3 separate regions of the Sus scrofa genome follow, and all the other regions are linked to region 3. The links are chromatin contacts, called in public HiChIP or PLAC-seq maps. All regions are on one chromosome and are shown on one strand. Each heading gives the region's core, a stretch centred on a gene start, on an enhancer-like site or on the middle of the called end of the contact. The rest is flanking DNA. Distances are from core to core; before and after follow the strand shown.

Region 1 (2,829 bases), core at 241-2,740, 310 kb after region 3:
GCGTTGCTGTGGGTCTGGCAAGCTACAGCTTCGATTGGACCCCTAGCCTGGGAACCTCCATATGCCACGGGAGTGGCTCTAGAAAAGGCAAAAAGACAAAAAGACACACACACCAAAAAAAAAAAAAAAAAAAAAAAAAAAAGCAAAATTTGGAAATGGAGATTCCGTTGGAGAAAATGCTGTGCGACTTCATTCCCTACTTTGGAAAACTTCTTTTCCATGTTCCTCATCCCACCACTGCATTATACACGTTAATAAGGAGCGTTCCTCTGCAAATCCCTGAACAGACAAATCGTTTCTTCTAATTTTGAAGCTGAAAGGTAACTTGGTCCAACGTCTGGATTTTACTGATGAAAAGAAGACCAGGAAAAGACCACGTGCCTCAGCCATGCTCTATTTTAAAAACGATTTATTTTAGGAGTTGAAGGGCTCATCTCCCAAAATGGAATGACATGACTCACCGAGCCCCTGCTACGCATCCTATTGCACCACAAGTGGCGTTGAAAATTCAAAGCCAGTGTTTAAACCTGAGTGGCCACACTTCTATTGCTCCTCCTCTTTCAGACCGAGGAAGTCGGGCTAAAGATGTTTCCAGCGATCTTTATTCGGGGTGGGGGGGTGGGGAGGTGTCACATTCGGCCTTTCCCCCTTGGTGGTATCAGCAAATGGGTCCCAAGTCTATAGGAATACCAGGCAGTTAGATGGCTGACACGGAGCAGAAGCAAGAGTGACAAGGGTAGAAAGCACTATGGTCCCAGGAAGTGGTTCTGAGTCTCTAGTGGAAAAGAACTTGTTTTTATCGCTCTTCCCTGACCCTTACATCACAGAACCTCTTCCAGGCTAGCCTGACACTCCACAGAGAAGCCGATGTGACTCTGAGGGGGTGTTGAGGAAGAGGGTCCCTGAGAAGGCTGGTGCGTCTCATTCTGTTTGTCACACCTCTAAACCCATTGTCTTCTACTGAAAGACTTGCTCACTCTTCTGTCTCCCCACAAGCACCCAAAGGCAGGGTTCCCCCGAAGGACACGTGCCTGCCTCTCCTCGGAGACAGCATGTGGCTTTGCACCGGGAACTTGTTGGGTGGCTCTCGGTCTCTGTTTCTGCCCGCCCCCCTCCCACGCCCCGTTCCCCGCACCCCGCCCCGCCCTTGCCCTCCAGCTCTGTTCTCTCTCCCAGGCACACGCCTCCCCGCCTTTAAGTGGCCCTCCCGCTGGCACTCCGCGCAGGTTTTGTTCGAGCTGTTCCCGGCCGCATCTCTCTGAGCCCAGGGGGTCTGCCTCGTGGCCTCGGCGCCGGGTGCCTGGCGGGACGCGAGCGCGTTGTGGGTTCTGCGCCGGCTGTTCAGTCGTCGAAGCCTGAAGATGCGGAAAGAGCAAGGCCTGCGGGCCCATGCAGCGTGAACATCCGCCGAAAAGACCGATTGCGATTCCGATCGCCGGGATGCCGGCTCTTCCCACTGCAAAGCAAAGGGATAGCTGACTCATCGCGCGAGTGCCGACAGCGGCCCACGCAACCTCCGCCCAGACCGGGCCCAGAAGCACCCACACAAAGGCCGCTCTCCCGGCGCGCGGAGCGCCCCCTGGCGGCGGGTCTCCAGACAGCAGCCCCAGGAGCTCCTGGCCTCCCAGGACCTCCCTGCAGCGGTGCTAGGACGCGGGGGTCGTGAGGCAGAAGCCGGGGTCACGTGGCTGGGGCTGAGCTTTCTCGGGCGCGCGCTCTCAGATGGTGCCCATTTTGACGTTCCTGTAATCCAGTCAGAAAAGAAGCCATTCACAAGCCCAGATCTCTTCTTCCCTGAAACAAAGAAGTGTGATTGTTCCTTCCACTTACAGGGTGAGAAGGGGTTCAGAGTTCACACTTCCGTCCTTAGGTTTGGGCACTAAGGATGGAGGCTGACTTTGTCAATTATTTGCTCCAGCTGGAAGCAGAGACTTAAAGCAAAACGCTTGAAGAAAAATTTCCTGGAAATGTATATGAATCCACTGGATATGGGGACGCGTTCCAGATGTTAGAGCGGCCTGTGATAGGCACACACAGAAAGGACCCATGAGATATAAACGAAAAAACAAAGACAACGAAAAACCCCTACCATCCAATAACCCCTGTGAAAATGCTGACCATTTTTATCAGTTCAAAAGTTGGGTCTTCTCCTGACTAGGAGAGAAGTGGCTCAGGGACCATTCAGAATCAGCCGGAGCCAAATGTGGGTGTCAGTCTCCAGGGATATCTGAGGTGCCTCCTAAGTAACCAAAGGCAGAGGAAGAACAGAACCTCCATCTGAGGGGTTCTGGCTTGTGAAATGACTCAACTTGTTTGGGGGAGTGAACTTGAAAGTGTGCAGCCCAGATGTAAAGTTTAAGATCCTTTCTGCCTGACACAGCTGTGGTCTCCAAGTTGCCTTTGGATGGAGTGTGGCCACACCCACAGCTGCAGCCAAGCAGTGCTATTTGAAACTCCCCCAGGGCCAACTGCTGTGAAAAGAACCGTTTATTACACAAAATAAAACAAAATGCCAGCTCATCTTTACAGTTTCACGGTCTGCCTTGGGGAAAAGAAAAGGAGTTTTAGTTTTCGGCCCTTGTGCACCAAGTGCCTTGTCCCAGGGCCAGTTCTGGAAAGCTCTGGAAAGTTCTTTGTTATGCTGTCGACTCACTGTCTGACCGTGGATGTAGTATTTAACTTGACCACTTCTCTTTCTGGGAAATGGGGAGAATGACGGCCATTTACTTCACAGGGATGCTGTAAAGGGCTCTGGCAATGAGGCTAGATTCAAATGACATACTTGATATATTATAATCATTTTTCTTTTGTCATTTTAAACAAATATGG
Region 2 (2,706 bases), core at 142-2,641, 470 kb after region 3:
CCCTGATACAGGACGTTTCAGGCCATTGCTGTGAGCAAGAGTCCGTTCCTGGCTTTATTCTCGTTGGAAACAAGATTTATGAAATGAGGAGGGGTATCTATTTTGCTGGTAGGGCGGCTGTTTTTGTCGTCGGCCTTGGGTTTAACGATACAGCAGTTTCCTCTGCAGCCCAGACAACTCACTCTTTGAACACAGAGAGAAATAGTGCATCAGAAAATTATTTTCATGGTGTTGCCATGTTTACTGTTTCCTGTTGTCTTTGCCTGAAAGTGTTTTAACAAAAATTAGGGTTGAGCATAAAAACATTTGAGCCAGGGGATGAAAGGAGTTGTTATTACATTTCCTTTCCAGGTTAACATGGTCGCCTTTGATTTAAGCGCTATAGACTTGGGACAGGATATGACACCAATTAAAAACATGAAACTTAATTTTTGGACTAAACAATCACATACTCTTTCTTCTGATATCTGGTGGAGGGTTACTGACATGACATTTATTTCACAACCACAACCCTACATTTATTGGGTTGGCTTGATTTAAGATACATGGGGGCAACTAAAATTGTGCACGGAAAAGTCTAGCAACGTCTTCAAAACTGTAAAGCAGCTGTTATAAAAGGGAACACAGTCTTCCTGGTGACTGCCGTGCAAGGTCAAGAACACAAGCAAACTGGCTCCCTGAGCTCCAGACCTATTCATCTTGGTTGGAGGCAGATTTTAATTTAAGAGCTACATTTCAAAACAAATCAGTTGATTTTATCTCATAAAGGACAGCAGGGAAACATTTAACCAATAACCTCTCCTTAGCCTTACATTTATTTTTTTAGTTTTTATTTTTTGTTCTTTAGGGCCGTACCCACAGCATATGGAAGTTCCCAGGCTAGGGGTCAAATCGGAGCTGTAGCTGCCCCGCCTACACCACAGCCACAGCCACAGCCACGTGGGATCCAAGCCGCGTCTGCGGCCTACACCACAGCTCACAGCAACACTGGATCCATAACCCACTGAACGAGGCCAGGAATCGAACCCACAACCTCATGGATACTAATCAGATTTGCTTCTGCTGAGCCACCATGGGAACTCCCCAGCCTTACATTTAAACTTCATTTTTTCACAAGAGTTTTAGTATTTGTTGAAAATCAACTGCAAATAGTAATAACATAATGCCCTATGAATCATTACAAATATGAAAAGTAATGCACTCTATTTGAATATCGATATGTTTAAATGATAAAGCTGAATATTCGTGCTTAATTTTAATGCAAAAAATAAAGTGAACACATGCGAATTTAAGTAGCTAGGTCAACCTCCCCTTTTTTTCACCTGGACACCTTGTCTCACTCTAGCCAGTGATCCTGTGAAGAAAGTATTAGTGGTTTCAGCTCAGTCCCAGGTGGCCTATGTCACATACTGCATAACCTGCTGGTGGGTCCTCCAGGGCTATTTCTATTTATAGACAGTAGCCTTTTATAATTCTGTCGGGGGCAGTTGTGGAGAGGGTGCATACCCTGTTTTAATCTACTTATTATGCACTTGAAAATACTGGAAACATTTACAGAAAGAAGTCAAGTTAAATTTGTAAGACCTTTTCATGCGTTCAAATAAATTCGAGCTTACAGCTCTATACCAAGTGCTCAAGTTATTATGTTTGAAAGAAAAGTCACTCACAACTTCAACTCCATGTGGAAAATTACCAAACACTGCAGTTTTTCTAACCACGAAAATCCTCATTTCCCATGTGCAGTTGGTTAGCTCCTCACCGCATCCCCAAGGAGTCTGTGTGAGTCTGAAACACTGCAGAAAAATGAGAATTTCCACACTTAAATGCAGCCAAGGCAGCATTTTTAATGATTAAAAATAAGAGCAGAAGTGGAAAAGGAAGGGACCATGGGTCCTTGTTTTATTTTTTTTTCTTTCCTCCCATAAAAAAATGAGAGTGTGGGGGTTCCCAGGTGAGAGTCAAATGTGGGCCTGCATTTAATTTTTATGGGACTTTTTTTTAAAACAAGAAAAAAATACCAACTCTCTTAAATTTCCTCACTCTCAGTTGCACGCCGTGAATGTTAAAATGAAAGGAGGCATCAAGGCCAAATTCACCGTACAGCTTTTGTGAGCTGTTAGAAGCGATTCTCAGGATCTGGGCTTTTATTTAGGTTTGCTTTCCCTCTCAGCCTGAGTGTGCATTTTTGACGAGTTCTTTCTATCCCTAGCTTGAATGTACGCAGCCGATGCTTTTCACACACACACACACACACACACACACACACACAGGTTTTATGTATTTAAAGAAAATGAAAATCTTTAGTCCCTTGGTAACAATATTTTAAAAAGCAGCTCGATATTTGGATCAGCAAGTAGACTACTTTCAAAGACAACTCTCATGGGCACAATGTGTTAACTGTTTTCCGTGCCACCATTTCATCGTGTGCAAACGGACAGCAAAATGGTGGTTCCAGCATTTGGTTGTATGAGGGCTCTTTCGCAGACAGCCTTCCCTCTCAGATCGCAGAACCAGTTTGAAGAGCGATAGAAAAGCCAGATTGCTCAGGCCAGGGACGGATTCAATAAAACATACACACAGATCTTCCTCTGCTCACTGCTTTGCAGATGCTCGAGCAAAATTTGAGATACGTACGATACAAAGAGAGCACGCCCTGGTTAAAATAAAAAATGCAACAGAAATGATAGTTCAGTTAAACATGGAATT
Region 3 (2,747 bases), core at 61-2,560:
GTGCAGAAAAAGAATGATCATTTGAAGCCATGCACCTAAGCTTTTCCTATAGGAAATGCTATCACGACTTTTTCTTTTATAGCAATCGGTGGTTCATTTCTAAAGAAAACAAACGTTCCCCAAGATGTAAAGTAATAAAAGTTTCATTAATGGAACATAACAAGTATAAACACCTGTTTATTCTTGTTTCTTTGTACAAAATGGGCAAAAATGTCTTCAAAGATTTATAACCATTTTGTAAATATTAGCGTGGCTTTAGCTGGGGAGGACTACTTACACCCACTTCTCTAGGAGGAGGCACTTGGAAAACGCCTTCAGATAAGGTTCAGTTCTTTTGTATTTCAGCAAAGTCGGCCCACGCATCTCTATTTGGTTTGACAAATAATACAACTCCTACTACATGCCCGTGACTCGGGGTGAAATCCCTACCGTGTGGAAATAATTCAACTTCTAATCTTCTGGTGGAGCAACAATCGTTTCTATTTGGATGTTTGTGTTTTGCTAAATAATGATGGCTCAAAATAATATTTGGTTTCCTCATTCCTTTGTGCTGTTTTTAAAATAGCATGTTAGATTGGGGGTGGGAGGGGATTATCCTTTTGCTAAATTTCACTTTATCCGAGCAGGTTTAAAGTATACATGTTGTAGAAGTGTATCAACAGAATAAATGACTTCAAGTGAAGGGATATTTTACCCACTTCGAAGGCTTAAAATTGTTTTTCTACGAGATTTGCATCCATGGGCAGAATTTCTAATTGTAAGAAATTATTTTTTAAGCTATTAGGGAAATCAAAGAGCTTGCTGCCTTGCAGGGATTACAAAAACCTTTCTTAACTGGCTAAATATTAAATAGATGAATTGTCAGGCTGTTTAGATTGAGCCCGATTTTCCCTCATCTCCTCTTCCTACCATAAATAATAATAAAAATACATAATGCATCACGGCTCCAGGCGTTTTCCAGCGCGGTGTGTTACCGCAGGAGTATCTGCTGAGTCTGCGGGTGTCTGCAAGGCCCCAAGTGTCATCTGCGGCTTAGGGTTTCACGGATTAGATTTTAAATGGTGTCTAGCCCGGCTGACATCAGCTCCCTCTCACACTCAGGCTCCAAAGAAATGTGGGGTTAGGGGGCTCCCTCTCCAGGCAGCCGCCCCGAGGCAGCTCTCGATAGTGGGGTGGGAGTTCGCTTGGGACAAACCTGCGGTTCTCTCACCTCCAGAGGAAGGTTCCCCGAGGCTTCTAAGAACGAACGGCTCAGATCCGTTCCTGCCACTGGCGTGAGCGTCACATGACGGGCACACTCGGTAGCTCCCGGCGCGAGTGGGGGCGGCGGCGAATCCCGCGCGGCCACCGGCGAGGGCGAGAGTCGGGGCCCACGTACAGCTATTTAAAACTTCATAAATTATAAACAAGCCGCCCTAGCCTTCGCCATAAATTCTGCTCTTTTTGAGCCTGCAATTAGTGTTAGGAAGCGCAGGAGTCTAAACACAACCAAACACCCTCTGAAGGGCCCAACTGCCCGAGGTTGCAAACGTTTATTTCCCGGTGCCACCCCCTCCGGACCCGAGGTCTGCACAAAGTCGCCTCCTCTCCCGCCACCGCCGGCGGTACACACCCGGCTGGGTTCCCGCTCTGCGAGGGCAGGTCACAATAGCTGCTCTATCGGCGGAGGCGCCCGCCTCCTCCCTCCCGGGTCTCGGAGAAGCAGAGAAAGAAGAGTGGGGGAGGGGAGCCCGGCCCGGCAATGGCGCCCCGGGCCCTGGCCTCTCCTTCTCCCGGGGAGAACCTGCAGCGGGAAGCGGCAAGCCGGCAGCGGAAGGAAACCGCCACCACTGCCTAAGGCTTCTTCACGGGAGCGGCGCGCGGGGGACCGTGGGGAGCGCATCATGGCCTGGAGGCTGCTGGCCCCTCACCGCCCGGCGCTGGGTCGAAGGCGCCGGGAGCAGCGGGTCTTCCGGCAGCGGCGGCGCCATTGTGCGCGCGGCTTCCCACGGGCCCCGCGGCGAGGAGGCCGCACAAAGGCTGCGCGGGGCCGACGCCGGCAGGTGGGAGGGGCCGGCCCTGCTCCTGGCGCTGGGCTCTGGGAGGTTTACTTCGCTGGCCCTAGGGGAGGAAAAGGCTCTTTGGCTCCGGCCTGGGCCAGCTCTGCCTTTTTCCCACAGGGAGGCTGTAGGGGATCCGCCTGGGTCCTTAAGGGGTCAGGGCCTCAAGCCCAGGCCCAAGGATGAGAGGTGGCATCCCTCATTTGGGAGCCCCTGGTTGTTCGGTGGAGACAATCAGACTTGAATTAAAGCAGGGTAGAGGGGAGATAGCTGGAACGGCCTGCTGGAAGATGGGAGGCGGGGTGGAGGGGGAGGGAGATTCAGGCAGAGGGAAGCTTGCCCTGGCTACCAGGAGAAACTCAGGACTCAGCCTGGAGTGGAAGGAGGAGTTGCAGCTGAGCTAGCCAGGGGCATGGGGAAGTTGCAGAGCAAAAGGGCTTAAGTGTAGTCCTGGCCCCTGGAAAAGTGGCAAGAAAGGGCGATTACACATTCCTACCTTCTGGCTCTCAGACCTCAGCCTCATCCAGGGACCTGACAGAGAAAAATCCACCTCTGATGGAATCATTAAGTTAACCATCCATTTGTACCATTTCTTTGTACAGTCTTTCAAATGAGAGAGAGGGAGAGAATACAGAGCCAGTACTTTCCCCTTGGTGCAACCCCATGCCTACTCCCTATCAGAGGCACATCAGCCAAATTGGTTTCCCA

What was found. HiChIP or PLAC-seq counts read pairs in DNA pulled down with a chosen protein or histone mark.
Region 1: an H3K27ac HiChIP or PLAC-seq map of skeletal muscle shows a contact between it and region 3. The contact joins two enhancer-like sites. A contact is called at or near these places in 1 of 47 Hi-C or Micro-C datasets (skeletal muscle) and 1 of 2 datasets of contacts at active chromatin or transcription factors (skeletal muscle).
Region 2: a contact with region 3 is called in an H3K27ac HiChIP or PLAC-seq map of skeletal muscle. The contact joins two enhancer-like sites. A contact is called at or near these places in 1 of 47 Hi-C or Micro-C datasets (skeletal muscle) and 1 of 2 datasets of contacts at active chromatin or transcription factors (skeletal muscle).

Annotation. Positions count from the first base shown.
Region 1 is chr15:82,279,896-82,282,724 of Sscrofa11.1, forward strand. No RefSeq gene overlaps it. Among named protein-coding and RNA genes, the nearest start is that of MTX2, 220 kb to the left of the region's middle. Within about 2 kb of position 1,491, at least 29 of the 83 cell types and tissues checked have an H3K27ac peak or open chromatin away from gene starts, as enhancers often do. A contact at or near this core is called in skeletal muscle, where this site is marked.
Region 2 is chr15:82,439,165-82,441,870 of Sscrofa11.1, forward strand. LOC102161209 (a long non-coding RNA gene) reads right to left here. Exons shown (of 3, transcript XR_002339197.1): 2 at 1,668-2,706; 3 at 1-183. Among named protein-coding and RNA genes, the nearest start is that of MTX2, 380 kb to the left of the region's middle. Within about 2 kb of position 1,392, at least 6 of the 83 cell types and tissues checked have an H3K27ac peak or open chromatin away from gene starts, as enhancers often do. A contact at or near this core is called in skeletal muscle, where this site is marked.
Region 3 is chr15:81,973,956-81,976,702 of Sscrofa11.1, forward strand. HOXD3 (homeobox protein Hox-D3) reads left to right here. Exons shown (of 2, transcript XM_013984299.2): 2 at 1-938. Among named protein-coding and RNA genes, the nearest start is that of HOXD3, 5.8 kb to the left of the region's middle. Within about 2 kb of position 1,311, at least 34 of the 83 cell types and tissues checked have an H3K27ac peak or open chromatin away from gene starts, as enhancers often do. A contact at or near this core is called in skeletal muscle, where this site is marked.